2 separate regions of the Sus scrofa genome follow, and region 1 is linked to region 2. A link is a contact called in public HiChIP or PLAC-seq data. All regions are on one chromosome and are shown on one strand. Each heading gives the region's core, a stretch centred on a gene start, on an enhancer-like site or on the middle of the called end of the contact. The rest is flanking DNA. Distances are from core to core; before and after follow the strand shown. Region 1 holds the start of RFTN2 (raftlin-2). Region 2 holds the start of COQ10B (coenzyme Q-binding protein COQ10 homolog B, mitochondrial).

Region 1 (3,320 bases), core at 611-3,110, 160 kb before region 2:
CCCATCAAAAACACAAACTTATGTCAAGCTTCTCCTTTGACTTGTCCATTTGATTATTTGATTCTCTTTGGTTACCTATAAAATAAAATCAAAATTCCCTTTGTGTGGCATATAAAACCCATTAACTGTCTCCTGCCTCCTTTATAGCTTAGTCTTCTTTCAAATGTTATATTCTAGTAAATCTCAACTGCTTTGTGTTTCTTCAAGTTCATGCCACAGTTTCATGATTCTGTGATATTGCTCATGCTTTTCCCTTTTCCTAGCACACGCTCCCCACCTTTTTTTTATCTCTCTTATGCATATTCATTCTTCAAGACAGCTCAGACAGCATTCTCCAAACCGAGTTAGAAGCCCCTTCTTGGGTTTCTATAATATCCTATGCTTACTTCCATATTAGCAGCTACCAAATCAAATTGAAATTATCTGTTTATGTCTTCCACCTTAAGCCTTAAGTGTCTTTAGGGCAGAGGCCATGTTTAGTCAGCTTGTGTACCCAGACAGCATCTAATATTGTGCCTCCAATATAGCAGGCAGTTATTAAGTATAATGAGTACTTAATAAATAATCTCCCAGGCACGGCAACAGGGACAAGTGAACTTCAGATATTCTACTACTGCCATCCAGGAGCTCACAGCCCATCTTACAAAAGAGGACATGAAAAATGACAGCCATGAAAGCACTAGGAATAGTCAAATGAGTCACACGAGGTTAGCGTCTGCTGTCTTTTTAGCCAAATTTACCCAAAAATTCCTTACCACCAACCACACTCATCCTTGAGACTATGAAATTTTCCTCTGTTAAAAATATTTCTAAAAAGTAAACTATTTCGAGACGAGTAAGCAGAAGGAAGGGACAAGCGGTCACATCAATCTACAGACTAAATAATCTACCCCCCTTTGAGAGTTCTCATGTGACCTCGTCTATATAACCAAAATATCTCTTCAGGCTTGTGTTTAAAAATCTGAAATGTGATCAAGGTTTATTTTGTGAATAACAGGAATGGTGGCAGAACCATTTCCTTTTTATTACTACTCTCAACTCTGTTTTATAATGTTAGCACATTAACAAATTAATGGTATTCACCAGGCGTACTGTTAAGATATGAGATAAGATTATCTCATTCGACCTTCATAACACGCTTATGAAGTAAGTACTATTATTAGCTCCATTTTATAGGGGAGGAAACTGAAACTTGAAGAGGTCCAGTAACTTGCCCAATATCACGTCTCTAGTTGGCACTAGAGGCAGGATTTGAATCCAGGAAGTCTGATTCCAGGGCTCCCAGTTTTGATGAGTGCACCATTCTACCTGACCTGTAAATAGTAAAGTACCCATTGCAGTAAATACCCATTACAATTATAAATTGTTCTTGACTTCAGGTAAATGGCAATTTCTAAGACTGAATGAATCAAATTGTCACTTTTGTTGTTGTTTTCTTTTAATTAAGGATGCTCTGGGACTTGTGGAAGTGTTTATTAGTTATTATCATAAACCTTCTAATAGTATTTTAAACTTAAAGAAGTTTAGGGAAACTAATTACCCCACATTACTCTCTCTCTCCTTTGTGATTAAATGAAGTCTTTTATTATAATATTTCATACAAACTTTTATATGTGGCAGTTTTAACTAGCATATGATTTTTCCAGCAAAAACGAAACTTCATGTGGAAAGAAATCCTGAAGAGAGCTATCTAAAAACTAAAAGTGGGTTGTTGTTTTTTTTAACTTTAACGTGTCTCCTTTTAGACTCCAGAAACAGTTTTCTCATAAAGCTGACTTCCTTTCTGGAAATGATTTTTGTTTCCAACCATGTTGAGAATCCATTTCTCTCTCCCTCTATTTCTCTCTCTCTCCCCCCCCCCCAACCCCTCTCTCTCTCTCTCTCTCTGTCTGTGTCTCCCTCTGTCTCTCTCTCTGTCTGTCTGTCTCTCTCTCTCCCTTCTTGCTTGGTAGTAACTAGGAAGAAGGAGGGGTGGGCACAGGAAAAAGGGAAAAGAGAAAACAGAAAAAGAATTGCATGCCACTATGTCTGAATATATCCTCTACTTGTAGATAATTCCATCTAATTTGCACTTTTGTCTTTTTATTTCCGTTTTTGGACACCTCCTTTATCATCCAGCCAACTGGGATAGACAAAGCACTGTTGGTGCCCTGAGCGACAGAACTCTGGTAGGGGGCTGGCTGTAAATTGACGTGGCATGGAAATTCTTCGCTAAGTTGTAGCAGCTTGCATGTTTCTCCTAAGAGCAAGCCCAGCCTCCCGGAGCTGTAGCTTAATCATCATGGGTTCAACGACTTTACAGAAAAATGGATAGAAGTCTTCTGCTCCTTTCTTTGGACTCAAATGTTTTCTTTTTGAATATCTATGATTTAGCTGAAAAAATCAAAGCAGTTAAGTCTGTAACTTTCTTTTTGCAGCTTAAACAACAGAATTTGCTGCTCTCCCTCCCCTATCCTGCAATTTAATTCCTTACAGATTTTGCCATGGGGTGCGGACTTAGAAAGCTAGAAGACCCTGATGATAGCAGCCCTGGAAAAATATTTTCTACCCTGAAGAGACCGCAAGTGGAAACAAAGGCAGAATTTGCTTACGAATATGTATTGCTGGATTTTACTTTACAAGGTACTTTTTGCTTCTTTTTATTTGTTTAATGAAAGATTTCAAAGATAAGGGACTACTGGTTTTTTTAAGTATTGGTTCGTGAATTTTTAAACTGCCCTTCATAATCAGATTGTACAGTCAATCTAACAGTAATGCTTTGTTTCTTCCACTCTGAAAGATTTTTGTTTTGTTTGCTTTGTTTTTTTGTAAATTTGGTTCTTATGTACTTTATAAAATTAGAAAAAGTTCTTGGAAATATGTCTTTCATTTTTAAATCAAGTGCTTATTTGTAGAAGGATATATGAAAAAGATTTGATTTCCAAGCCAAACAGCTATACCCTTAATGACAGTCTGTGTTTTGAAAAAAGATCTGCAAGGCACAAGAAGGTAGCATACAAGAAATATTACTTGCATCATGTAGACGAGTGTTTGCTAAGACAATTCCGAGGTTTCCAGCTATGGTTAAATGTTCTGATTGTGCTAGTCACTTGATATTTTTGACCAAACTAAACTTGAAGTTTGAAAATACAGTAAAAAAGAAAAAAGGGGGGAAAAAATAGTCTTCTGTAAGACACTTCCTTTGCTTGGTGCCTAACAGAGAAACTCCCTGTTCCAGAAAGTTGGAAACACAAATAAACAAGCCCAGATGGCAGCCCTGTGCAAGGAACAGAGGCAGCTCTACTTCACAAATACTTTGCCTCACTTCTTTGGGAAACTTC
Region 2 (3,544 bases), core at 855-3,354:
CCCTAGCCTGGGAACCTCCATATGCCGCGGGAGCGGCCCAAGAAATAGCAAAAAAAAGAAAAGAAAAAAAAAAAAAAGACTAATAGTGTAACAGTAGTAGAGCAAGCTAGGGGTAGAGGATCGTGGAATAATGTTAGAGAAGGTTGGAACTGGACTGTGTTGAGGATTATGGGTCAGGAGAAATTATGCTTGACTTGGAATTTATTCTCAATGAGAAGTTATTGAAGAGTTCCAAGTAAGAGGGTGCTAGTTCATAAATCAGGTCTTCAAGTTATTTTTTAAGAGTAATCGAGTGGCCTGGTGAAAGTTCAAGTTATATAAAACCTGATTTACATATAAGTAACATTTCTTAAAGAACACTGACACTCTTCAGTTTGACTGGGAAGAGAAAATCAGATTAAAGAATGGCTGAGAACGAGTTCCCACTGTCACATCGTGGGTTAAGGACCCAGTGTTGCCACAGCTTTGGCTGGGATTTGACTCCTGGCCTGGGAGTTTCCATATGCTGTGGGTGAGACCAAAAAAAAAAAAAAAAAAAAAAAAAAAGAATGGTAAGAATGGTTGAAGAACACTCAGCCAGCAGATGAGGGGGATACCTGAGAATATGGCTTCAAAAATACAAGAAAAAGCTTTTGAAAAATTAAAGCTGTTTATAAAAATTAGATGGGTTTATTTCCAAAGGTAATGTAAGATAAGTCAATGAAAATGGTTAACTAAATGCTGCATGACTGTGGAAAAGGATCAAATACATGAACTGTATGAATGAACTTATCCCGTAGATTCATCTCTTAGACTAAGGGTGTCATGTGTTCCTGAAAATCCTTAAAAATATGTTCAGTGAATTTTAAAGGTAGTAATAATACTAACAACATTTTCTGAGTAAACTCATACACTTTGCTTTAAAGTGGTAGTATACCAATAAAAATTAGTAATAGTTACTCTGCTAAATGAAGCAGAACAGTAGAAATAAAATAAGCTACTAATTTGGCTTGTTGGTATTTAAAAAATTTATTGAATCTAAAAGTTCTGGAGCGAATCCAAATTTGTGCCTTCTCTCTCCACCCTGTACAGTTTACAACTGGAATTCATGTTAAACGTTAATTTTAATTTTCGAGCATAATGTATTAAAATGTCATTAATAAATGGAAACTACGCGGTCTAAGTATGGAATCCTTCATGTCTCCACCTCCATCACCTAACAAAAAAAACCCAACAACCAGGAAAAGTGAAGGCAGATTCTGGCTCAAGGTGTTACAGGATCGCTAAGCTCCAACAGCACGGAAAACAAAATCCACAAGTCCCCTATTTCGGCTTCAATTGAGTTTAGCAAGCACCAAAGGCCGGGGGCAAAAACTGTTAACAAGAAACTGAGAAAGCAAGTCTGGCCATTGGGCACGCTCACCGCCAGGCAACAAACTCCCACAAACCCATCAACTCGCAACTCTGGCGCTGCAGTTAACTTTCCGAGAGCAGCATAAGTAGGCCCGGAAGAGCCCAAAGGCACCTCCGCGGAGCTGCTTTATCAGCTGCTTCTAAAGTCGCTAGGCGGATGATTCACCGCCTCTCGCGAGGGCAACGAACTACAAACAGACGGGGCATCCGGAACAGGCCAGCGAGCCTCAGCCCAACGCGGGGGGGCGGGCGGGGAATGCGCGCGGCCCCAAAGGCAGCAGACCTACCCTTTCTCTCCAGAGACCGGGAAACTCATCGGGCTCGCCTATTTCACCCCAAATGACCCCGGTCCCTTTGCTCGGCAAGGCTGGGCGGAAAACTACCCCCAATGCGGCGAACCCATTGTTCATTACCTGATGTTCCGCGGAGGCCCCTGCGCAGGAGCCGGGACTCCGGTCGCTGTCGCCGATTTTGGACGGCATCCCGAGACCACCTTTCTCAAGGTTCTCTGGCCTGTCCGAGCTGCCACAAACATCTTACCGAAGCCGGTGCGCCTCTGGGACCAGGCAGACGGCACCGCCCTCCTTCCCGGGGCCCGACCTTCCCGGCGCCGGCGCCTTCCAGCCAATCGGCGGGCCCCCTGAGCCGCCAGACACGCCCCTTCTCCCTCCCAGATTGCGCAGAGCTGACGCACATTCCCACTGCCGCAGGGCGTCCTGTAAACGCGCTCGTCATCCTTCCTGCCAATCAGAGGGGGCGTAGGGCCATCGGTACCCACCTCTTTCCGCCGGCCACTCTCTAGTTCCTGCCGCGCGCTTGGGCGCCTTACGTAAGGTCCACGGTGACCGCTCACCCCCCTTCCCGCGCTGGAACTCTTCCCCGGATTCGTCAACCGCCGCGGTTCTCTTGGGTGCTGTTTCCGGTCGTGAGGCTCGCCACATGAGCGCAGCCCGGGGGCGGGAGGAAGCCCGAAATTCTAGGTGTTAGTTATGTAACTATCCAAACCGGTGAGTGCTGGGTCGGACCTGCCATCCCTGCTGGCCGTCAGTCTTGTTGTTAATGATTGTCTAATACAGTACCTGCCGTGCTTACCCAGTGAGGTTGGTGTGAGGGCAGTGTAAGGCCATGTCGTTAGGAAAGAGACTCGGGGGCGTTTGCTTTCTGCCTGTGTAGGCAACATTTTAATTGGTGTTCGTATGTGATAATGCTTTGTGCAGTTGAAATCCGTTGCTAGAAAGCATATTAAGCATTTTCCAGTACAACACAGGAGGTTCTTGTCCATTGAGGTGGTTCTGAGCTGCATCGAAATAATCCAATATCAGATTACTTTCGAATACCCAGTCCCTGCTCTTCTTGTCTTGAACTTTAAATATTGCCTCAAACATATTGCTTTAAAACACGTTTTAAAAAGTTTTATTGAAGTATAGTTGATTTACATTAAAACACATCTTAACCGTATTACTCCCCCACTCAATACCCCAGTGGTTACCAGTTGTCTACAAAATACAGGCATTGCACTAGGACATCCTACTGACTCCTATTGCAAACTACTGGTATTGTTAACTAGAAGGCCTGTTAACATTTTCAGTGCAAGACATGATGTACTTGTGTACTTAATATAAGGCTTTTTTTTTTTTGGACTTTTTAGGAATATGGAAATTTCCAGGCTCGAGGTTGAATCAGAGCTGCAGCTGTTGGCCTCCGCCACAGCTACAGCAACCCACTGAGCAGGGCCAGAATCAAACTCATATCTTCATGGATACTAGTCGGATTCATTACCGCAGAGCCACAACGGGAACGCCAAGGCCTTCTTTTGTTAAATCCAAAATTTTCTCACTGAACTCTTCCCAGACACAAGAAAATATCTATTGAATTGAGTCACCCAATTGAATAGTTTACCAATTAAAACTTATAAGGCAAATAAAGGAATTTTTGTAATAGATGACAGTGTAGAGTACTCATTTGACTTCTCAGCAAAGGAAAGAATAATATAAACTTAAAGGTGATAATAAACTCTGGTTGAGTTTTAGTAGATGACAGTGCTTCCACAAATGGGGGCTAAAAATCTGTCTCTACAATAGGAGAAGATTGGTAGTAAATTGAAACTCAGCAGAGACCTGTGGGAAGCAGTATGTTAGAGTCCAAACCAGTT

The links. HiChIP or PLAC-seq counts read pairs in DNA pulled down with a chosen protein or histone mark.
Region 1: a contact with region 2 is called in an H3K27ac HiChIP or PLAC-seq map of skeletal muscle. The contact joins the promoter of RFTN2 here to the promoter of COQ10B in region 2. A contact is called at or near these places in 1 of 47 Hi-C or Micro-C datasets (embryonic fibroblasts) and 2 of 2 datasets of contacts at active chromatin or transcription factors (alveolar macrophages and skeletal muscle).

Annotation. Positions count from the first base shown.
Region 1 is chr15:101,499,466-101,502,785 of Sscrofa11.1, reverse strand. RFTN2 (raftlin-2) reads left to right here and starts at 1,860. Exons shown (of 9, transcript XM_021075725.1): 1 at 1,860-2,622. The coding sequence starts at 2,484.
Region 2 is chr15:101,336,572-101,340,115 of Sscrofa11.1, reverse strand. It overlaps COQ10B (coenzyme Q-binding protein COQ10 homolog B, mitochondrial), which reads right to left and starts at 2,104. Exons shown (of 5, transcript XM_001928774.5): 1 at 1,806-2,104. The coding sequence starts at 1,927. SF3B1 (splicing factor 3B subunit 1) reads left to right here and starts at 2,098. Exons shown (of 26, transcript XM_001928794.4): 1 at 2,098-2,399.